7 separate regions of the Mus musculus genome follow, and all the other regions are linked to region 3. The links are chromatin contacts, called in public ChIA-PET, Hi-C and HiChIP or PLAC-seq maps. All regions are on one chromosome and are shown on one strand. Each heading gives the region's core, a stretch centred on a gene start, on an enhancer-like site or on the middle of the called end of the contact. The rest is flanking DNA. Distances are from core to core; before and after follow the strand shown. Region 1 has its middle 110 kb from the start of Gm32544. Region 2 overlaps Invs (inversin). Region 3 holds the start of Nr4a3 (nuclear receptor subfamily 4, group A, member 3). Region 4 has its middle 32 kb from the start of Gm32544. Region 5 overlaps Invs (inversin). Region 6 has its middle 6.2 kb from the start of Gm32544. Region 7 overlaps Tex10 (testis expressed gene 10).

The links. Hi-C and Micro-C count contacts between places; a contact is called where the count stands out from the background. ChIA-PET counts read pairs in DNA pulled down with a chosen protein or histone mark. HiChIP or PLAC-seq counts read pairs in DNA pulled down with a chosen protein or histone mark.
Region 1: a contact with region 3 is called in an H3K27ac HiChIP or PLAC-seq map of bone marrow-derived dendritic cells, with 2.7 times the contacts expected there. The contact joins the enhancer-like site here to the promoter of Nr4a3 in region 3. A contact is called at or near these places in 5 of 39 promoter capture datasets (the C10 cell line, embryonic stem cells, frontonasal cranial neural crest and 2 more), 2 of 484 Hi-C or Micro-C datasets (embryonic fibroblasts and embryonic stem cells), 6 of 115 datasets of contacts at active chromatin or transcription factors (bone marrow-derived dendritic cells, embryonic forebrain, embryonic hindbrain and 3 more) and 1 of 9 other capture datasets (macrophages).
Region 2: an H3K27ac HiChIP or PLAC-seq map of extraembryonic endoderm stem cells shows a contact between it and region 3. The contact joins the enhancer-like site here to the promoter of Nr4a3 in region 3. A contact is called at or near these places in 3 of 39 promoter capture datasets (cranial neural crest, embryonic stem cells and macrophages), 1 of 15 datasets of contacts at CTCF or cohesin (large pre-B cells), 11 of 115 datasets of contacts at active chromatin or transcription factors (the 230-238 cell line, acute myeloid leukemia, embryonic forebrain and 7 more) and 1 of 9 other capture datasets (macrophages).
Region 4: a Hi-C map of myocytes shows a contact between it and region 3, with 4 times the contacts expected there. The contact joins the enhancer-like site here to the promoter of Nr4a3 in region 3. A contact is called at or near these places in 8 of 39 promoter capture datasets (the 3T3-L1 cell line, cranial neural crest, embryonic stem cells and 3 more), 4 of 484 Hi-C or Micro-C datasets (the N1E-115 cell line, myocytes, psoas muscle and 1 more), 11 of 115 datasets of contacts at active chromatin or transcription factors (the NIH/3T3 cell line, VIP interneurons, bone marrow-derived dendritic cells and 8 more) and 2 of 9 other capture datasets (adipose tissue and pancreatic islet).
Region 5: a Hi-C map of myeloid progenitors shows a contact between it and region 3, with 4 times the contacts expected there. The contact joins the enhancer-like site here to the promoter of Nr4a3 in region 3. A contact is called at or near these places in 3 of 39 promoter capture datasets (embryonic stem cells and pre-B cells), 3 of 15 datasets of contacts at CTCF or cohesin (the NIH/3T3 cell line, embryonic stem cells and large pre-B cells), 18 of 484 Hi-C or Micro-C datasets (the AtT-20 cell line, the G1E-ER4 cell line, the HL-1 cell line and 5 more), 24 of 115 datasets of contacts at active chromatin or transcription factors (T-cell acute lymphoblastic leukemia, cardiomyocytes, craniofacial prominence and 12 more) and 2 of 9 other capture datasets (embryonic stem cells and liver).
Region 6: a Hi-C map of the N1E-115 cell line shows a contact between it and region 3, with 8 times the contacts expected there. The contact joins the enhancer-like site here to the promoter of Nr4a3 in region 3. A contact is called at or near these places in 7 of 39 promoter capture datasets (the 3T3-L1 cell line, embryonic stem cells, hippocampal neurons and 2 more), 2 of 484 Hi-C or Micro-C datasets (the N1E-115 cell line and uterus), 13 of 115 datasets of contacts at active chromatin or transcription factors (astrocytes, cardiomyocytes, craniofacial prominence and 9 more) and 1 of 9 other capture datasets (adipose tissue).
Region 7: a contact with region 3 is called in an RNA polymerase II ChIA-PET map of memory CD8 T cells, with 57 read pairs. The contact joins the enhancer-like site here to the promoter of Nr4a3 in region 3. A contact is called at or near these places in 3 of 39 promoter capture datasets (embryonic stem cells, liver and pre-B cells), 10 of 115 datasets of contacts at active chromatin or transcription factors (the 230-238 cell line, embryonic midbrain, embryonic stem cells and 5 more) and 1 of 9 other capture datasets (embryonic stem cells).

The regions. Positions count from the first base shown.
Region 1 is chr4:47,748,403-47,751,489 of GRCm38.p6, reverse strand. No RefSeq gene overlaps it. Among named protein-coding and RNA genes, the nearest start is that of Gm32544, 110 kb to the right of the region's middle. Within about 2 kb of position 1,604, at least 2 of the 459 cell types and tissues checked have an H3K27ac peak or open chromatin away from gene starts, as enhancers often do. A contact at or near this core is called in bone marrow-derived dendritic cells, where this site is marked.
Region 2 is chr4:48,358,037-48,360,867 of GRCm38.p6, reverse strand. The region is part of intron 3 of Invs (inversin); the gene reads right to left. Among named protein-coding and RNA genes, the nearest start is that of Invs, 80 kb to the right of the region's middle. Within about 2 kb of position 1,312, at least 2 of the 459 cell types and tissues checked have an H3K27ac peak or open chromatin away from gene starts, as enhancers often do. A contact at or near this core is called in extraembryonic endoderm stem cells, where this site is marked.
Region 3 is chr4:48,043,647-48,046,576 of GRCm38.p6, reverse strand. It overlaps Nr4a3 (nuclear receptor subfamily 4, group A, member 3), which reads right to left and starts at 1,272. Exons shown (of 8, transcript NM_015743.3): 1 at 861-1,272.
Region 4 is chr4:47,669,091-47,671,969 of GRCm38.p6, reverse strand. No RefSeq gene overlaps it. Among named protein-coding and RNA genes, the nearest start is that of Gm32544, 32 kb to the right of the region's middle. Within about 2 kb of position 1,324, at least 9 of the 459 cell types and tissues checked have an H3K27ac peak or open chromatin away from gene starts, as enhancers often do. A contact at or near this core is called in myocytes, where this site is marked.
Region 5 is chr4:48,417,744-48,420,812 of GRCm38.p6, reverse strand. All of the region lies in intron 13 of Invs (inversin), which reads right to left. Among named protein-coding and RNA genes, the nearest start is that of Tex10, 54 kb to the left of the region's middle. Within about 2 kb of position 1,567, at least 24 of the 459 cell types and tissues checked have an H3K27ac peak or open chromatin away from gene starts, as enhancers often do. A contact at or near this core is called in microglia and myeloid progenitors, where this site is marked.
Region 6 is chr4:47,643,698-47,646,508 of GRCm38.p6, reverse strand. No RefSeq gene overlaps it. Among named protein-coding and RNA genes, the nearest start is that of Gm32544, 6.2 kb to the right of the region's middle. Within about 2 kb of position 1,323, at least 15 of the 459 cell types and tissues checked have an H3K27ac peak or open chromatin away from gene starts, as enhancers often do. A contact at or near this core is called in the N1E-115 cell line and embryonic limb bud, where this site is marked.
Region 7 is chr4:48,435,628-48,438,436 of GRCm38.p6, reverse strand. It overlaps Tex10 (testis expressed gene 10), which reads left to right. Exons shown (of 15, transcript NM_001355740.1): 12 at 1,920-2,000. Among named protein-coding and RNA genes, the nearest start is that of Tex10, 36 kb to the left of the region's middle. Within about 2 kb of position 1,491, at least 12 of the 459 cell types and tissues checked have an H3K27ac peak or open chromatin away from gene starts, as enhancers often do. A contact at or near this core is called in memory CD8 T cells, where this site is marked.

The DNA of each region.
Region 1 (3,087 bases), core at 355-2,854, 300 kb after region 3:
AAAATTCCTGAACAGAACAGCAATGGCTTGTGCTGTAAGATCGAGAATTGACAAATGGGACCTAATGAAACTCCAAAGTTTCTGCAAGGCAAAAGACACCGTCAATAAGACAAAAAGACCACCAACAGATTGGGAAAGGATCTTTACCTATCCTAAATCAGATAGGGGACTAATATCCAACATATATAAAGAACTCAAGAAGGTGGACTTCAGAAAATCAAATAACCCCATTAAAAAATGGGGCTCAGAACTGAACAAAGAATTCTCACCTGAGGAATACCGAATGGCAGAGAAGCACCTGAAAAAATGTTCAACATCCTTAATCATCAGGGAAATGCAAATCAAAACAACCCTGAGATTCCACCTCACACCAGTCAGAATGGCTAAGATCACAAATTCAGGTGACAGCAGATGCTGGCGTGGATGTGGAGAAAGAGGAACACTCCTCCATTGTTGGTGGGATTGCAGGCTTGTACAACCACTCTGGAAATCAGTTTGGCGGTTCCTCAGGAAATTGGACATAGTACTACCGGAGGATCCAGCAATACCTCTCCTGGGCATATATCCAGAAGATGCCCCAACTGGTAAGAAGGACACATGCTCCACTATGTTCATAGCAGCCTTATTTATAATAGCCAGAAGCTGGAAAGAACCCAGATGCCCCTCAACAGAGGAATGGATACAGAAAATGTGGTACATCTACACAATGGAGTACTACTCAGCTATTAAAAAGAATGAATTTATGAAATTCCTAGCCAAATGGATGGACCTGGAGGGCATCATCCTGAGTGAGGTAACACATTCACAAAGGAACTCACACAATATGTACTCACTGATAAGTGGATATTAGCCCAAAACCTAGGATACCCAAGATATAAGATACAATTTCCTAAACACATGAAACTCAAGAAAAATGAAGACTGAAGTGTGGACACTATGCCCCTCCTTAGAAATGGGAACAAAACACCCTTGGAAGGAGTTACAGAGACAAAGTTTGGAGCTGAGATGAAAGGATGGTCCATGTAGAGACTTCCATATCCAGGGATCCACCCCATAATCAGCATCCAAACGCTGACACCATTGCATACACTAGCAAGATTTTATCGAAAGGACCCAGATGTAGCTGTCTCTTGTGAGACTATGCCGGGGCCTAGCAAACACAGAAGTGGATGCTCACAGTCAGCTAATGGATGGATCACAGGGCTCCCAATGGAGGAGCTAGAGAAAGTAGCCAAGGAGCTAAAGGGATCTGCAACTCTATAGGCGGAAAATCATTATGAACTAACCAGTACCCCGGAGCTCTTGACTCTAGCTGCATATGTATCAAAAGATGGCCTAGTCGGCCATCACTGGAAAGAGAGGCCCATTGGACACGCAAACTTTATATGCCCCAGTACAGGGGAACGCCAGGGCCAAAAAGGGGGAGTGGGTGGGTAGGGGATTGGGGGTGGGTGGGTATGGGGGACTTTTGGTATAGCATTGGACATGTAAATGAGCTAAATACCTAATAAAAAATGGAAAAAAAAATAAGTCACGGAAGATCCAAATATCAGTGAGAAGTCTATTCTTCTGACAGTAAAACCGGAAGTGAGCACACCAGTGTGGCTAAGGGACATTTTATGATCTTAAACTTGTGTCCAAACCCCAGCCCATCTTCCCCATGACCTTTGCTCTTCATCTTTATTTCACTTTTGTTATTAAAACAGGCTTTTCCCTTTCTTGGTTTTCTGCAAGCACAATGAGCTGGGCGCATATGCCTTTGTATCTCTGAGGTGCATCTTTCTCCACCCCTTCCTTAGGCCACTCCTTCTCCTAACCTGGCCTTAGCTCTGTCCTTCGGATTTTGCCCCAGCCACCCTAAGTCCTTTTCTAGTGTCTTCTCTACATTTGATCCAAAGTTCGCCTTTCTACAGAGGACATCACTCATGACTCACAACCCTTTGATGGTCTCCTGCTGATTCTAGAATAGTTGAAGCTCTTCAGCCTGACACTCAAGGCGAGGCCAGTTTCCTAAAACTTGCGTGGCAACTAAAACAACTGTTCCATGTCATTAAAAATCCACTCATATTTGCATGATTTAAAAAAAAAATCTATGTATGTGAATTTGTGTGTTTATGTATGTGTGTATGTATGTATGTATGTATGTATGTATGTATGTAGCAAGTCAGAAGAATCGATCCTGAACTGTCCCAGTCTACCCCTGTTCATGTTATTCATTAAAGACAAGGTCTCTCATTGAATCTGGGTCTAGGTGCTGGCAGTCAGCAAGTCCCATAGATCCATCAATCTACTGGTCTCTGCTCAACTCCCTCATGGTGTTGTGGTTTGGGGCATGTATGGACACACCCAGGTGTTTTTATGGGGTGCTGAGACCCAAACTCAGGTCCTCAGGCTTAGGCAGCAAGTGCTTTTATCTGCTGAGCCATCTCTCCAGCCCTTCATTTAAATTTTACCCAACTCTACAGGGAAATGAATTTTTGCTTTTAAATTCTCCTTTTAATTGAAATGACATAGAAGGTCAATAACGAGATGACTGTATGCTACCTTTTCAAATGTAGTCCTGTTTTATTTTTTTTTTAGAATAAGGCTGCTTTTCCAGCTTACCAGTGATCCCAGAATTTCCTGGTCTCATTCTCAATTCCCATAGAAAGTCAAGTCTGAGAGAGATTGACTGGTATCCAGGAGCAGACCCAGCTCAGCTGTGGGATGTACTAATCAGGTCTCTGATGTAAGAGTTCCCAAAGACCTAGGCTTTCATTCTGCATATGGGGAAACTGAAGCTTAGATGGGATGAAGTCAAAGGCAGAGCTGGGGCTGGGATGTGGGTATTTGGTGTCATTTCCATAATTCTACCCCCAAAGGACTCTGTCCCATGTCTCCTTGAGTTAACATTCCAGAGTTTTTAATAGTTCCTCCTATCCCCCATCTCCAGTGCTCACCCCTGGGGCTGATTATTCAAGCTGCCACCAGCCATGGGTTTCTAAAACATGAATTTCATTGCACCTGAAGGTGTTAGGGGTCCAGAAATGTATTTACACATGCTACGTAACCCCTTACAATCCTGTTTTCTCAGGCTTGAGAGACCTC
Region 2 (2,831 bases), core at 63-2,562, 310 kb before region 3:
AAGATTCTCACAGACACCCTTTTGTGAGAGCCAGAATCATCATTAATCCAGACTGAATGAGCTGTGCACTTACTAGAGAAAGAGATCATGCAAGCATGCGCTGGGGCACTTGTGCTAGGGCGCTGAGTAACTGGCTGCCTGTGTCTTAAGAACTGCAATTTGGGGCTGGCGAGATGGCTCAGCGGGTAAGAGCACCCGACTGCTCTTCCGAAGGTCCAGAGTTCAAATCCCAGCAACCACATGGTGGCTCACAACCATCCGTAACAAGATCTGACTCCCTCTTCTGGTGTGTCTGAAGACAGCTACAGTGTACTTACATATAATAACAAATAAATCTTTAAAAAAAAAAAAAAAAAAAAAGAACTGCAATTTGGTTTCTTGTTAAGTGAGAAGCTTGTGGGAGATGATATCAAGATTTTCTTCTAACCTTATGATGCTACAATTGTAACATAATCTATCCTCACAAAAATACCCAGAATCTCTAGTGTGCAGCACAGAGTACCATACACATATGTTAGTATGAATATGAGTTATAAAATGATTAACTATGCTACAGAGGAAGATTAAATATTACATATGAGGAGTTTATAAAATATAGTTTATAATCGGAGTTAGATATTACTGATGATTTGGAACAGAAAATTACATAAAACTAATTGTTCATTATTTTAGGATAGATTACAGTTGAAAGTCAATAGATGTCACCCTTTTATAGGAATTTAAGATATCTACTATGAATTTTATTTCTATATTATACTTTCTTCAAGTATAATTCACTTTAGTCTCATCAATAACCAATTTAACAGACTGTTTACAGACAGATGGAGAGACAAATGACAAATTAGTACTACCCAGGTTTGTGGCATGGACATAAAAAGTGAATTTATTTTTCAAATACCTTTTATAGCCATAGTCTTGCAAGTAGAAGACATCTTATCTGGTTTGCTATTGATCCAAATGACAAGGCTGAGCTCAGATTAAGGATATGTCAGAAACCTGAGCGAAGGCTACCACAGACACGGCAGGATGGTAGCTTCTTTCAGAATGATCTATTAAGGCTCCTGTGTTTACAAAGGCAGCTGGAACAACACAGTACAATATACTGGGTTGTATCAAGCAGCCAGCAGTGCGGCCATAAAGACTGGGGCCCTGATGTGATTCCCCCACACACCCATCACCATACCTGCTTACTTCCAGCAGTAAAAACTATGTCCAGACTTTTGAAGATAAACACAAAATATGTGTTTATCTGCCCGAACCCACACCCCTTTGCTATTGTCAACATTTCTTTGTGAACAAATGATAGCAATCCTAAGAGATGGTGTCTGTTGTAAGACAATGGGGGGCACTATCTAACTTAAGCTCCCTGTCAGCTTGAAAGGTCGAGTACAATTCAAGAATTTCATCCCAAGATCTTCTCTGGTGATGTCAAAAATATGACGTTAGCTTAGTATGGTAATGATTTATTTTAATGCAGATACAGAGTCCTTTTAAATTCCCAGCTGCTCCTTATATAGTACAGCATTTGATGAAAAAGGAAGGTTTTAAGGAGAAAATACACTAAAAAAAAAAACAAAAACAAAAAAGTAACAAAACCAAAAGTAACGTGCACAGCGTTGGGGAGCCTATTTTTGATTGCCTTGGGATTAGCACCTCTTCACAGGAGATCCACTGCTTTCTAGACCAGAATGAATTGAAGAATTGCATGAGAATCATGGGAATAGAAAAGAGCCTTCAGAAAATTCCTCCTTCAGATGTCTGCTGAGAGACTTAGGCTTTACTTTAAACAAACAAACAAACAAACAAACAACAACAACAAAACAACCAAAAACACCTAAAAAAAATCAAGACACAAACATCTGACACTGGTATAGATCAACAACCTAAGACTATTGTAGTTTAAAACATCAGTAAAAATTTCATTTCCACTTTGCTTTACAGGTCAATATATGATTTTCTGTTTTTACAAAAAGGAACAGAATATGCCTTCACCTACCATCAGCTTTTAGTGGTGAACATGAGTGTAACTGCATCATCATTAAATATTATCACCATAATTACAATCAGGGGCCTGAATCTGAATCCTGACTCCAACTCCTTATGATTTGATTTGGCTAACTGTTGTTACATACCTACTTTGTGAAAGGCACTGGTTTTAGAAGTGATAAGTAAGGTAAATTTAGGGGTCAGTTCCCTCAACTATGAAATGACCTAGTCCAATTAAGATGTAGAAACTAGTATTTGCCAAGCGGTTTACAGCGACCAGTTCTTAAGTGGTATTAGTTTATGCTAGAAAAAAAAATCTATTGCAATCAACAGATTCTGAGAAATTGTGGAAGAGCTTCTACCTGTCCTGTGAATTTCCAAGGATAAATAGGCAACATTCCCCATACTTAGTTGACCAGGGGACTTAGTCTTCACAGGTCTCATGGGACTGTGCTCTTCCATGTGTGCTTGTGCACACACAAGCATTGGTGTGGGTGAATTAAGGTCTGTGAATGCTCTGGTGCTGTGTTAGAGGTTAGAGAGCAGCCTTGGGTGAGTCTCTCCCTTGTGTAAGACAGGCTCTCTGTTGTTTTCCACTGTGTGCACAAACTAATTGGCCGAGGAGCTGTGAGCAATTCTTCTGCCTCCATCTCCCATGTCCCAGTAGGAGTGCTGGGATTACAGATGTACACTATCCTCTGGTTTTTACTGAGATCTAGGGATTAGGACTTCAGTCCCTCATGCTTGTGTGGTAAGAGCTTTTACCCAGTGAGTCATCTCCCCATCTTGGGAGTGTTATGCTAGAGAAGTTTTGGGAAATGCTCTACTGAATGATGGTTGAGGTC
Region 3 (2,930 bases), core at 23-2,522:
TCGGCTCCCCTTTTCACCATCGAGAACTTTCCTTTCTACTAAGAAGAAAACACTCGGAGCAACTTCTCCGAAAGCTCATTGAAAAGTAACACAAGCCTTTCCCACACCAGCCAAGGCCTGGAGAAGAGGGACCTGGTCCCCACGCGTGTCGGGGCGCGAGAGTCGGCAATTACACCCGATTACCTCCATGGGGAAAAGTGTAAACCAGCAAGTCGGCGACGCCAGGCAGACGTGCCTAGTGGAGCCCGGGGCTCATTTCAATACAATAAGCCGCATTCCTACAATTACACCCTCTTTGCTGAGCTCCTCCAGAGCCTCTGCAAACTCCGGCCGCTGCTGCCCAGGCACTGGCCCTCCTAAGCTTTCTCCCAGACAACCAGCTCCGTTTCACCATTAGACACATTAACTCGGACCCACCAGAGTCCCTATTTCCAATTCCACTTAAAAGGCAGGAAAATTACTGCCGTTCATCACCGGGGCTCCAACTCTGCCTCAGCGGCAGCCGCTGCCGCCGCCGCCGCCGCCGCCGAGAGCATCATTACCATGACAACTAGAGCCGAAATACCCTGAATTACGACGCTGGAGCAGCTACAGCACAAATCCAGGTCCTCCTCTTTGTTAGAGGCTTTTAGCCTCTTTGGGTGGGGAGAGGAATCTCACAAGCTTCAGAGTCCCTGAGGGCCAGCTACAAGGGAAAAGTTTCAGCTTGGAACCCACCGGTAGCTGGGCGAGAAAACCTGAAAGGGGAGGCGGCGGGAGGGGGCCACCCCATATTAAAAGTTGTCAATTTCAGGAGCGACACTTCCCAGCGCGCCAACTTTTAAGCAAGTCCCCACATTAACTGGGCATATCGTACGTACTTGGGTGCTGTGGCGGTTCCGTCTTTAGAGCGAGTTTCTAGAGAGCGACCCCGAAATCTGGATTGGGGGAGAGTCACAGCTGCTGTCCCGGAAGGGCTGCGGTGCACAAACCCAGCGGCTCCCAGAGGCGGTGAGCGGCTGGCGGGGGATGCTGCGATCCCAACTCATGGGAGAGCGCCGCCGAGAGGTTCCGCAGGCATCCAGTCTCCGGCTGCGACCAGGGGGTAGGATGTCGCCACGTTTCCCACCTCCACGGACACTGCGGGCTCTGTCAGCGTTGCAAAGTGAGCCCTGGAGGGGCGTCCGGCTGCGGCGCGGCGCGGCGCGACACTGGCGAGGGAGCCGGGTGAGAGGGGTGTGAGCGCGCGGGAGAGAGTGGAGTGTGTGTGCGGAGCGTGTGAGCGCGCGTGTGTCTGTCTGTGTGTGCAAGTGAAGGAGCGGGTGTGAGCGTGTCTGTGTATGGGGAGCGGAGGAGGAGCAGGCGCTGGAGGGGTGGGGGGCGGGAGGCAGGAGACTCGGCTCTCCCGGCTGCGCGTTCGCTCGCTCTCTCGGCACGTCATTTATGCCACAGGAGCCCTAGCAGCCTCTCCATAGAGTGCCTGGAATGCGAGACGTCAATGTGACGACATGGGACGCTACGTCACCCTCCTCCTCCCTCCCCTGGCCCAGCCGGTTCCGCGTGTGCGAGGGTGTGTGTGTGTGTGTGTGTGTGTGTGTGTGTGTGTGTGCGCGCGCGCGTGCGCGCGTCCTCCGGCCATTCTCACGGCCGCACAATGGAAACCACGGGGAGCTGCGGACCCCAGCCCTGAGGCTTCTCAGATTCGCGCGGCCAACCCCTCTGCACGGGAGCCGCTTGCCAGGGCGCCGGTCTACCAGAGGGTGCCGCAGCCCGCCCGCGGGTCAGGCGGGACCGCCCAGCTGTCAGGCTCCGGGTGGAGCAGAGTTGGAGGAGTGCTGCTGGCTCGCCTCCGAGGCTGCCCCGAGGCATCTAGCCAGGTCCAGGGGGTAAGAGAGAGGACAGCTCTTCCGAAAGGGAAGGCTACGCCAGCCAGCTTCTCCGAGTGACCTGGCAGTCGCAGCTGAAGGAGTCTGGCACCAGGCCGAAGACTCCCAGAGGTGCAGCTGTGCTTCCCTCATGCAATGGTTCTAAGGCTGTTTACGTCCCTCTGGCCCTCTGCGCCTAGGCTAATTTGCCTCTTCCTCCTGTCATGCTGTTAGTGTTTCACCCTAGGATGCAGACAGTTCCAGGGACAAGATTTTATTTCTTTTTACTTATGGTGTGAGGTTCTTGACTGGACGCTTTATAATCCAAAGAAGTGCACATCCAGCCACGCGCGCGCTGCACGAGAAACTATATATAAAACAAACACACCACACGTGTTGAACAGCTGAGTGAGTCTGACTGTTCCTCTACTCCCCAGCACCGGGTCAGACATGGAACTCAACTCGCATTTGAGGGTTGTAGATGCCTCCCCTTCCACCTCTCAAATGAAATATTCAAAATCAGTCAACAGGATTCATTAGGTTGTCTCTAGGGGATCTTAACTATGGTCTCCTGGGGCGGGGGGCGGGGGGGGGGAGGTACATTTGTCTTCCAAGTATGTAGAAAGTCTGGGCGACTGTATAAGGGACAGCGATTTTTTCCTGGAAAAAAATTTAGGGTGTCACTTTCTTGCTGAGAACAAAACAAAACAAATAACAAAAACAAAACAAAACAAAACAAAACATGTTTGAGTTAAGAACTCTTAGTTCCAAAGGTTGCTGCTAACTGAAAGTAACCTCTTTCAGAAAAAAAAATTTTTTTTTACGAAGACGTTAGAATGAAACAACACAGACAGACGCGGTCTCCAGTGGTCTGCTAGAATCTCAAGTGGCATTTTCTTTTGATCTGCCCCAACAATTGAGCGTGTGGGTGGCAAAGTTGGGGGAATAGGATCCCCTAGTCATAGCACATGCTTCAGAATCTAAGAAGGTTCGAACTAGGACCAGAAACTCGAAAAACAAAACAACACATGCATAGTGTGTCTCTCTGTCTACGCCTCCACTTTCACTTTAGCCGGCTGGTGTGCT
Region 4 (2,879 bases), core at 75-2,574, 370 kb after region 3:
TTTTGTTAGTGGTTATAGATCTGTTTAGTTTGTTTACCTGATCTTTATTTAGCTTTGGTAAGTGGGATCTATCAAGAAAACCATCCATTACATTTAGATTGTCCAATTTTGTGGACTACAGTCTTTTGAAGTAAGACTTAATGGTTCTATAAAAATATTCTTAATAAAAATAAGAAAAAAGAAAATATTTAACTTAGTTTTTAGGTATTTTGTTACCCAAAAGGAACTGGGGTCTGGTGGGAATCAAAGTTAACTTAGGAAGTGAGAGCCTGTGCCCATGTTTCCTTGGCAGAACTGAAAGTGACTAAGAGATCCTGTCAGTGTGATTCAACTCAAGTATTTTGTAAAGCCCTAGGAATGGTAATGGTGGGAGGAGCGCTCCCAGAAATAGAAGTCTCATCAATCATGGTGCAACTTATGAAGGACACAGTCAGTGAGCAAACCTGCTCTCCTAATATCTGTTTCTGCTGAGGTCAAGACGTGCCGGCAGATAAGAACAGAATTTTCTCAGGATGAGCTCAGGGTATGGCAACCTCCGACAGATGAGAAACTGACTCCTATGAAGGAGATAAGGCAGGGTAGTGTTTACGACAAAAACAAAACAAGAAGCTTGGGACTCACATGTAATGTCTTCTCTGCTACAATTGGTCCAGAGAGACACTTGAATGTCAAAGTAATCCTCCCATTCAGGTGGCCTTGGGACTTTGTACCAAAAGTCAAGGTAGGACTGTTGAGCATACAGTGTATGCTCAAGTACTCTATAGATCCCTGTTCTCTGCCAAGGCTATGGCTGGGATCCCAACAGAGGGCTCTGGAACAATGACAGAGCAAGGCATCCCCTGAGTACCAGAGGGCCACTCTGTTCTACTAGATGGGAGTACAGGGTACTTTGAATGAGAAATACCCACCTTTGGGCTTCCATACTTACACATTTGGTCTCCTGTTGGCAGTTTTATTTGAGGAGGTTATGGAACCTTTAGAAGATGCAGCCTTGCTGAAGGAGGTTCATCAGTGCAGATGAGCTTTGAGAGTTTATAGCCTTGCCTCATTTCCAGTTCACTCCCTCTGTGGTGAAGCTGCGATCTCTCAGCTTCTTGTTCTAGCCAATCATCTGCTGCCATAGCTCCCTCACCCTCGTGGACCCTTCCTCTGGAACTGTAAAGCAAACTAAGTTGCTTTTGGTAATGGAGTTATATCACAGCAACCAAGAAGTAACTAATACAGAGAAGCCGCTATTCGGAATGTAAGGACAGTTATGCAGACAGCTGATCTGAGCTGGGGCAGCTGACATGACATCAGCTCTGGCAGGGGAGGTGCTGACAGCAGTGGTTGGGGCATGGAATTGTGTTGACAGAAGTTGAATCAGCAGACACCAGAGCAGCAGGCAGGAGCTTGCACAAATTGTTCCAGATACATTTCTCTCCTTGTGAACTTGCAACATGCACAATGTCTAGCTAGTACCAGAGTTGGGGTGGGGAGTGAAGTACTTTGTTATCCACCACCCAGAGAAGCAACTAGAGGTTGGATCTATTGCTTGCTATGCGCAAACAGCCTTTCTGACACCAGGCATCATACTGATGAACACTAAGTAGCTGCAGGCTTTCTGGTGTGAATAACCACTTGTGTGGCCCCCAACACATTTCTTCAAATGTAAGACACGGTTGATTATAATATACACAGTTATCTCACCTATAGTTGAAAAAGAAAATGCTAACTGTGTTATCCTAATGGTTAAAAGATTCCCCCTGATATAAAAGCATGAAAAAATGTGCTTGTTTGAACTGGTAAGTTATAGCATCATGTTCTGGGTTCAGCATTTAATACAGGGCTGTACACAATAAAATTCAAGCCTAATTTCAGGATGTATATGGTCCACTGGAAAGACAGATGCTAGAAATGAAATCTCTGAGGTAATGCAGGGTCTTCAGGCAGCACCGAATTCTTCTCTGAGGAGGGGATTTTAAAGCTGAGCTGACAGCAGAGCAAAAGCTAGCTAGGTGAGTGTGAAGGCAGAACTTTGTAGGTGAAGGGATGGATGTATGGAAAGGTTCTAAGATGAGGATGTCCTGTCATGATCAAGGGTGGGAGTGACCAGAGTCGGGCAAGGTAGGATCAGGAAGGACAGCAGCCTGGGTTAAGGAATTCGACTTATCCGAGTACATTCTCGCAGGAGAGAAAGCAGATTCATCATGTGCTTTATGAATTACTTTATGCCCAGTGCTGACATGAGAGGAACCTCAGAACAGCTGCAGGAGGAGCTGCCAGAAGATATTTGAGACAATTCAAAGGCGAGAGGATAATGGGGTGTCATGGGGTGCTGGCAGGAGGGCTGGAAAGAAATAAGGACCAGGTGACAGACTACAGTGGTGCTCAGGACAGCCACAGGCCCCATGCTCCAGGGTTTATCCTGGCAGAAGGGAATCAAGCAGTACAAATGAAAAGGAAATTTTTGTTCTGAGATGGTCTCACTAGGTTAGCTCTGGCTGGCCCGGGACACACTGTATAGGCCAGGTTGACCTTGAACTCACAGAGTTCTTCCTTCTTCTCCCTCTAGAGTGTTGGGAAGAAAGACTATACCACCACAGTAAGACTAACCACATTTATTAAGGTTTTGTTTTTATTACATTTATTTTTACATGAGTGGTGAGTGTGTGTGTGTGTGTGTGCACTGGCATATGTGCACATGCATGAGTACCATATATGTCTGCAGAAGCCAGAAGAGAGCAAGAGCTCTGAAGCAAGAGCCACAGCCACAGGTAACTGTGAGTTGCCCTCCATTGGTACTGAGAAGAAGGTATCATTATGACCTCTCAAATATAAACTGAACAGCTGTCAAAGCTTTTATTCAACTCATTAACTAATGAAAGAGCCAGGAAGGT
Region 5 (3,069 bases), core at 318-2,817, 370 kb before region 3:
AAATAGCACCGGTGTAAGCACCAGGAAGGAACTTCCACTTCTGAAAAGGCAGGGTTGACGCATGCTCCACTGAGGATGGATTCAGAATAAATGATAGCATCCACAGGACGTGCTGAGCTAACCAGGCAGAAATAAAAACAGCCAAGATCCAGGAGTTTCTTGTGAGCAGAGGGATGAAGAAGACCCTTGGGGTCACAGATTCCAAGGTCGGGGGGGGGGGCAGTCTCTCAGCCTAGAGCCTGCTAAGAAGTGTTCTTTGGGATTGGGAGACGAGGGAGCCTGGCAGCAGCCTGACACATGCAGCATCTGAGCTCGGGACAGGACCACGGGCATCTTGAATTGCGAGTTCTCACATTGTCAGGCTTTAATGTCAGCTCAGGGTGCAAGCTACTCTCATGGCTTTTTATATCAGTGTTCAGTTCTCAGCCAGAAATATATAGGCTCATGAGTTAAGTCAGCAGAGCAAGTGAGAACAAGTATATACAGATACAGAGATATATGAGATTACATGTTGTAAACATGATATGTCATTTGCATGAGAATATATTGTAAGGGTTTGAATGAGAATGGTTTCCATACATTCACATATTTGAACACTTTGGGTAAGGTTAGGCGGTGTGGCCTTGTTGGAGAAGGTGTGTCACTGAGAGTGGGCTTAGAGCTCTCAAAAGAGCACCCCATTCCCAGTTAGCTGTCTCCCTGCTCTGGCCCCATGCCTTCCTGCCTGACTGACTCCCTGCCTGCCTGCCTGACTCCCTGCCTGCCTGCCTGCCTCCCTCCCTCCCTGCCTGCCTCCCTCCCTCCCTGCCTGCCTCCCTGCCTGCCTGCTTCCCTCCCTGCCTGCCTGCCTGCCTGCCTGCCTCCCTGCCTCCCTCCCTGCCTGCCTGCCTCCCTCCCTCCCTGCCTGCCTGCCTCCCTGCCTGCCTGCCTGCCTGCCTGCCTGCCTCCCTCCCTGCCTGCCTGCCTCCCTGCCTGCCTGTCGTCATGCTCCCATCATGATGGCCATGGACTCACTGTCTGAAACTGTAAGCCTCAGTAAACTGTTGTTTAAGTTGCCCTGGTGATGGAGTCAGTCTATTCATAGTGTGTCACAGCATTGGGTCCCTGGGGGAGTCTGCCTAGTAGCAATGTGATTAAAGGACAAAATTAAGTGCTTATAAAAAAGTGTAGAAGTCCAAGGTCGGAAGCCACCATCATAATTCTGTCCAGCCCACAGCACACAGCCTGGTTTTGCAGTATCATGGCCGAATGCTTTAGAAGAAGGCTGGTGTGCACTGCCCTAGCCCGTGCATTTACTCAGAGTCTGCAGAGGAGCACATCAGCAGAGCTGCACTGGGCACCCGAGGTTCCTGGGTAGTCAGTGTGTGCTCACCGCTGGAGGAGGTAGAGCATGCACCCAGTAAAGACTTTCTGTGTTATGGCTCGACACTGGTGGTTTACCTCTGGATCGACAGCCTGAGAGTTTACCCAACTACTTCGATTATTTTGTATTTCAGACACCCTGTGAGGTACTGGGAACACAAAGTACTGACACAGTTCCTGTTATGAGAGAATGTCTGTACTGACATTGCACAAGCCTGTGCAGTGTGACTGTGGCATGTCATCCACTCAGAGGAGAAGTTGAACTGTCACTTTCTTAAACCTCAGCTCAAGAGCAGAATGTAGCAGAAGCGGTGTGAACTCTCTGGAGTGTACATTTTCAGGCCGCACGACTTCTGCCTTCTCTGTGAGCACTAATGGAGATGAATGAATATACATGAGAATGATAGGCCATACAGAAAGAGATCTGAGGTCAGACATACAGAGGAGGCCATTTTGGTTTCTGCCCAATCGACCCTGCCTCTAGCACCTAGCAAGTGAGCCCAGGTGACCCAGCTGGAGACTGCCAGTTAACCCTCAGCATTTCTAGAGACAGTGTACTGTTCTTTTAAGCCTCTTGGTTGTGGGGTAGATTTTTATGCCATAGAGAATAAGCACCATAGAAACACTACCCTCAGAAAGGTGGCCCTAGCAGAGGCCCTTGACGCTGACTTTGGGACTGGCCGAGCAGAAACTGCTAGGGCAACGAAGAGACTGTAGTGAGGTTGGGAGAGCAGGGACGAATTGCTGCTGGAGTCTGGAGAAGGGTAAACCTTGTTATTCAGGGCACAATGACTGGGAGCACGGTCCCTACAGTAACTTAAGAGATGGGTCACAGCCAGGCGTGGTGGTGCACACCTTTAATCCCAGCACTCGGGAAGCAGAGGCAGGCAGATTTCTGAGTTTGAGGCCAGCCTGGTCTGCAAAGTGAGTTCCAGGACAGCCAGGGCTACACAGAGAAACCCTGTCTCAAAAAACCAAAAAAAAAAAAAAAAAAAAAGAGAGAGAGAGAGAGAGAGAGAGAGAGAGAGAGAGAGAGAGAGAGAGAGAGAGGGAAAACTACCCAGTGAACTTGGAGATGCTGCTCAGGTGGTCTCCTGATGGCAGGAAGAAGTACTGACTGTCTTTAAAGCTGCAGCTATGTTTTTGGGATCGAACCCCTCAGGCCCTCAGGTTTGGAGGCAAGACTTACAAAGGTTTAGTAGCTCTGGCTTGCTTCTCTATTACACAAAGTAATTGCTGTTGGTTGGTTTGGATTCCTTTCTTTCTGCTCAGCATCACTAAGAGCACAGGTAGAATTTGTGGTATGACCTTGTCTTTATTTTCTGTCAGTTCATCTGCATACATAGTAGAAGGAAAAAGAGATCCCTACAAATTGTCCTCTCACCTCCACATGTGCACCATCTCTCTCTCTCTCTCTCTCTCTCTCTCTCTCTCTCTCTCTTTCTCTCTCTCTCACACACACACACACACACACACTAAATAACTCTAAGTTTATTTAATCATGAAATGCATATTACAAACATGAATTTACTTATTGGATATTAAAATAAAAACTATATTATATTTGGAGCAGTCTCATTAAAGAGAAATAAATGCAACAAACAAAGCTGCAGATGCTGAGGTGTGGAGAGAGGAATATAAAGAATGAACGGCAAACAGAATTTACAGAAGCAAAACAAAACCACAAAGATCTCAGGGTATGTGCTT
Region 6 (2,811 bases), core at 74-2,573, 400 kb after region 3:
GTACAGAAAACTTAGAAAAGATTTTGCACAACCAGAAATGGGAAAAATTAAAGCCTCCTCTAATTTTACCACCTGGAGACAACTTTATCGCTGTGGTGTTTGGTCTATTTCTCCCTAGGCTTTTTCTCCCCCGCCCCCTATTTTTTGAGAGGGGTGCTTTGCATGTTGAATGTACAGTTCTAGAGTTTGCTTCTATTTGTAAACAATAGATGGGGAACCTCTTAGCAAACGCACAGCTGCCGCATGATGCTCAATGTGTGCCGGGTTAAGCTCTCACTCATATGGGTGTATGACAGCTTACTTAACAAACCTTCCGTTACTGAGCATTTAAATTGACTCCTATCTTTACTGTGAAAACAGCATCTCATAGCTCTATCATTTTGCGTATTCTTAATTATTTTGCCAGGGCACACTCCTAGACATGGGGATGGATTTCTGCTTTGGTTTTTGACAATTTCCCCTTTTTTTTGAAGGTTCCCAACAGCAACCCATGAGTGCGAACATTCACTTGCAGAAGTAAAACAGACCACTTCTTTTGTGTTTCTTTGCCATTTGATTTCTTTTCCTTTGTAAATTAAATAGAGTTCACGTGGTAATGCAATGCCTGGCCCGTAGAAATAAATACTAACTAATGCCATTACTATCAGCACCCTGGACTTTGTTGTAAGGTAGCGACCCTCGGACATTGTAAGTGCCAACCTCAAACCTGTCATTTTATTTACATTTAAACACATTTATTCTATTGACTGGAGCCACACATGTATAAACATTTTTATATGAAGAAATTCATGAGCCTTAATCTTATTCTGCCTCTGGCAACAGAACAGACCTTTCTGCTCTCAGCATATATAAATGTTGCTTAAGTGTTCATCTTATAAAGTCTTTGTGACACCATACATTATATGTAAATCCATAATGCGCCTAGGATTTATATAAAAGGTAGGGTGAAGACCAGAGGCTTTTCCCAAAACAACAAATGGCTTACCTAGTCAACAATGGAGCATTTTTTTCCCAAACTGGAACAGTAATGTTTTTGAATCAAGCTCTGTGAATAGCCCCTTCTGAGTGGAGAGGGATTAATTGCTGCATGTCAGAAGTCAGCATGGGGCCAGTGCTGTTAAACACACTAATGGCTGAGGTGGATGGGGCTCTGGCAAGCAGGCTGCAAGCTTCTCCCTGTCCAGTGGTGACTTAAGTGGGTGACTTAGAGCCCAACATGACAGTGAGGAAAACCAGACAGCCCTCAGTGTCAGCAGGGAGCGTGGCTGTGGTGTGTGGTTGCCATCTGCCTGGAGCCTCACCCAACTCCTTGGCCCTCACAGTGTAAAACCAAAAGTGGAGAGGTCTGGGAATGGCCAGGGCCTAGAAAGGCCACACCCAGAGTCTCCTCCTGCTGAACACTCAGCAGAGGCCTGTGTCCCAGCTTTCCCTCCTACATGATTGTCCTCTCTGCTCCGAGCACTTCCAGAGTGTGCCTGCTTTCCTACATGCCACACTCTGTCCTTTTCTTCAAAGTTCACATTTCAGATTTAAGTGATTCTTCTCTAGAATGTGTTTCTGTGCTATATATGGCTGACCCTCACTGCACAGTGTGTCCACATTTGAACTGTCTGTTGGGAGGCTGAGTTTCTGAACACAGCTCTTAGTCACTACTGACAGCAGTCAAGGCTACCATGGCAATTTGACCCCATGTGTTTTACCTCAATCCTATACGACATCCTGGCAACTGGGAGGGAAAGACCCCAGAAACGATTTGTCGAAGAGGGACAGAGTGGGTCAGAAATAGACCTGGAATTCTATTCACATTTCACGCTTACATAAAAACAGGCCTCATTCAGTGCCCATTCTACCACCTCAGTGACTCCCTTCCCACTCCTGTCAGGGTTTCTTGGGAATCCTTTGCTTTAACAAACCCAGAGATAGCCCAGTCAGTAAAGTGTTTTGCAAGTACCAGGACATCCTCCTCTTGGTTTGTTCTGCCTTCTCAGAACTCAGGGCAGGACCAGATCTGGGACCCATGCAGTACCAATATATATCACCCTGGAATTTTTGTTAATGAAGCCAATGGTCCTCTGGTCTTTGAGGAAATGGTTTGCTTTGGAATGGAGCCCATACACAGGCAGGCAGTCGAAGATGAGAGAGACAGAGGGGATGGGAGAGCTTCTGGATGCTGTGCGAACTTAAAATCCAGCCACCCTAAAGGAAAACCCCTTCAATCCCATGGCCCTGTGAGCTAACAGGTTCTTTTACTTATGTGTGCAAAACATCTGGAGTTGAGTTGCTATCATGTGCAACCCATATAGATCTGAGGCCTTGTGAATCTTTGGTACCCATAGGCAGTATCCACACTGCCTGCCCAGTCCCTGTGCTTCTCACACTTACATTCATGAAATGATTGAGTCAAGACCCCTTATTCCAAGATGTGAACTGTTCCTTGATGAGATTCCAGGCCTATGGAACTTCACCTCGACTTGATCAGGACAACTACAGAAGCATTGCTAGCAGTAAACCAAGTATTGATACCGTAGGTGAGAGTCACAGGTGATGTCTGTCTCACAGAGAACTGATATCATTTGCTGCTCTGTAACCATTCCTTTCCTTTCTATAAAACAAGCCCTTCCCCTGTCTCTAACCATGTTGATGAAATGGAGACTGCCCGTCTTTGTCATATGTGGCCAAAGTTGTTGGCCTGGGGAGTTACCTGCCTAAGAATAGATGGGGAAATGAGTCTCTAATCCTTTAGCAATGTAGCTATCAGGAGCAACTGGTGAATATATCTCTTGTTCTGTATGAGGAATGGGCTTCAAAGAA
Region 7 (2,809 bases), core at 242-2,741, 390 kb before region 3:
GGGAGTTGAGATCCTTGAGTGAGATGACTCCCTGTGATTGCTAAGTGCTGTTCCTTTGTTGTTGGGGTGGGGGTGGGTGCAGAATGAGGGTTGCCCTTTCTTGGTTTTGCTGGTGTGAAATTATTTCCTGTGTTTTCATGGGTGCAGTTAACTTCATTGGGTTGTAGTTTTTCTTTTAGTACCATCTGTAGGGCTGGATTTATGGATAGGTATTGTTTAAATTGACTCTGTCTTGCATTAATATCTTGTTTTCTCTATTTATGGTGATTGAAAGTTCTGTTGAGTATACTAGTCTGGGCTGGCATCTGTGGTCCCTTACAGTCTGAACCCTGTCTAGGCCCTTTTGGCTTTTAGAGTCTTCATTGAGCAGTCAAATGTAATTCTAATAAGTGTGCTTTTATATGGTACTTGGCCTTTTTTCCTTGCACTTTTTAATATTTTGTCTTTGTTCTGATTATTATGTGACAGGAGTTCCGTCCGTGTCCGTCCCGTCCGTCCCCCTCCTCCCCCGTCCCATCTATTTGGTGTTCTGTTAAGTTTCTTGTATGCTTATAGATATCTCCTTCTTTAGGTTAGGTAAAGTTTCTTAATCTGATTTTGTTGAAAATATTTTTTTGGACCTTTGAGTTGGGAATCTTCATCTTCTTTTGTTTTGTTTTGTTTTTTATTGGTTTTTCGAGACAGGGTTTCTCTGTGTAGCCTTGGCTGTCCTGGAACTCACTCTGTAGACCACGATGGCCTCAAACTCAGAAATTCGTACCTGCCTCTGCCTCCCAAGTGCTGGGATTAAAGGCGTGTGCCACCACCGCAGGGCTGGAATCTTCATCTTCTATTCCTATTCTTAGGTTTAGTCTTTTCATAGTGTCCCAGCTGTTCCTGGATGTTTTGTGTCAGGAACTTTTTAAATTTAACATTTTCTTTGACCAATGTATCAATTTCTCCTATCCTATCTACCATGCCTGAGACTCTTTCTTCCATTTCTTATTCTGTTGGTCTTGCTTGCATCTGTTGTTCCTGTTTGCTTGCTTACCTAGATATTGCTTCTGTTTCCATTTTTAGGTCTTGAGCAGTTTTACTCATTTTCTTCCCATGTGTTTGTGTGTGTGTGTTTTTAAAGGTATTTATTCATTTCCTCTTTAAGTGCCTCTGTCATAGTCATAAGATTGGTTTTAAGATCATTTTCTTGTGCTTCAGCTGTGTTGGAATATCCAGGGCTTGCTGTAGTAGGTAGGTGGTCTGTTAGTGCCACATTGCCCTAGCTGTTGTGTTGTTATGCTGGCCTCTAGGCATCTGGGTTTGTGGTAATTATAGGTTTAGGTGCTGATTTCTGAGTTTATTTTTGTTGGGTGGGTATTTTTCCTTGGTTTCTGTTTCTTCTCTGGTCTTGTGGTCTACATGGCATGGGGTTCTGGCTAACAGTCCTCTGGTTCAGTAGGGTGTTTCTGCTGAGGTTTTGGTGGCCTGTGTGAATCCTGGGGTTGGTGCCTCTGAAGTCCTGGGAACTGGTGTGGTATTGAGGTTCTTCTGGGGTTTCAGGAAATGAAGAGTGAGGAAGGGTGAGGTGCTGCTGTTTGGGCGGCTGGGCTGGCTCTCGCGGCATGCATTCTCTACTAAGGAAAACTAGAAGGCTTTTGTCAACCACTTGATTCTACTCTTTGGGCCTTTTGAGTTGTAGCAATTAATAGAAATAGTCTCCATCTTCCTAAGCTAGAAAGGTTTAGATGCTTTTGTAGATACTTGATAGATGTAGTATTGTGCATATGTGATGTGTTTAACCCTTGTTATTTGCATCTACAAAATCAAGGTTTTGTTACCTGTTTGCTATATTGATCTGCAAAGTTGCTTTAAAAATTGTGTTGAACTTGTCTTAATTCTTAATGTCTTGATACAGCTACTGTTTTTCTCTTTTTTTCTGACAGGCAGTTTGTCACAGCTTATTGGTTATTCCTGCCCGAAGCCAGAGCTTTGACATCATGCAGAGTGCCATCAGTAAGCATTTGGTAAATAGCCTTAGTTTTATGTTTGTTTGTTTGAAGTAAAATGACGTTTCTCTGGTACCTCATGGCATGCAGTGGTAAGAACTTTTGCTGGCTGTTGCTAAGTATGTCACTGAGGGTGCTGTTGGAAAGTGAGTAGAAGGAGGCATGCCTTCTTTTTCTTAAGACCTTAGTTTCTGTATTTGTGAAATAAGAGACCTTAAAATTAAAAACCAGTGCTGGGCAGTGGTGGCACACGCCTTTAATCCCAGCACTTGGGAGGCAGAGGCAGGCCATTTTCTAAGTTTAAGGCCAGCCTGGTCTACAGAGTAAATTAAAAAACAAAAAACCAGTCATTTCTGAGTTAACCTCAATGAGTGTGTTTGGGATCCAGTAGTCTGTGGTTCAAAGTAGGGGCGTTATAGGCTTAGTCATTGGAAGCAGTGGGCTCAGCTTTGAGACAGGCTTGTCTTTTAGCCCTTAAATTCACATTTGTATGCCTCCACTAGGTCTTTAAACTTCCTCTAATATTTATATTGTGACTTGGATTTGTTTGTAGAATATGTTTAATTGCAACATTAAAATCTGTTTTTCTGGGGATTCACTTCTTTGATTAATTTCCACAACCCTCTTCCCTCTTTTAAAGTGAAGTTTCCCTTGAATTGGGAAAGAATGCACTGTTAATTTTAAGTGTCTTTCTTTCCTTGCTGTCAGACTTCCAGCTCTTATTCTCTTAACATCAAAGATGTGGACTTTTTTTTCCCTTCTCTGCCTCTAGTCACAGGTTTTTGCTTTCATGTGCCCACATTTGTTGTGGGAAAGGCTTAACATCC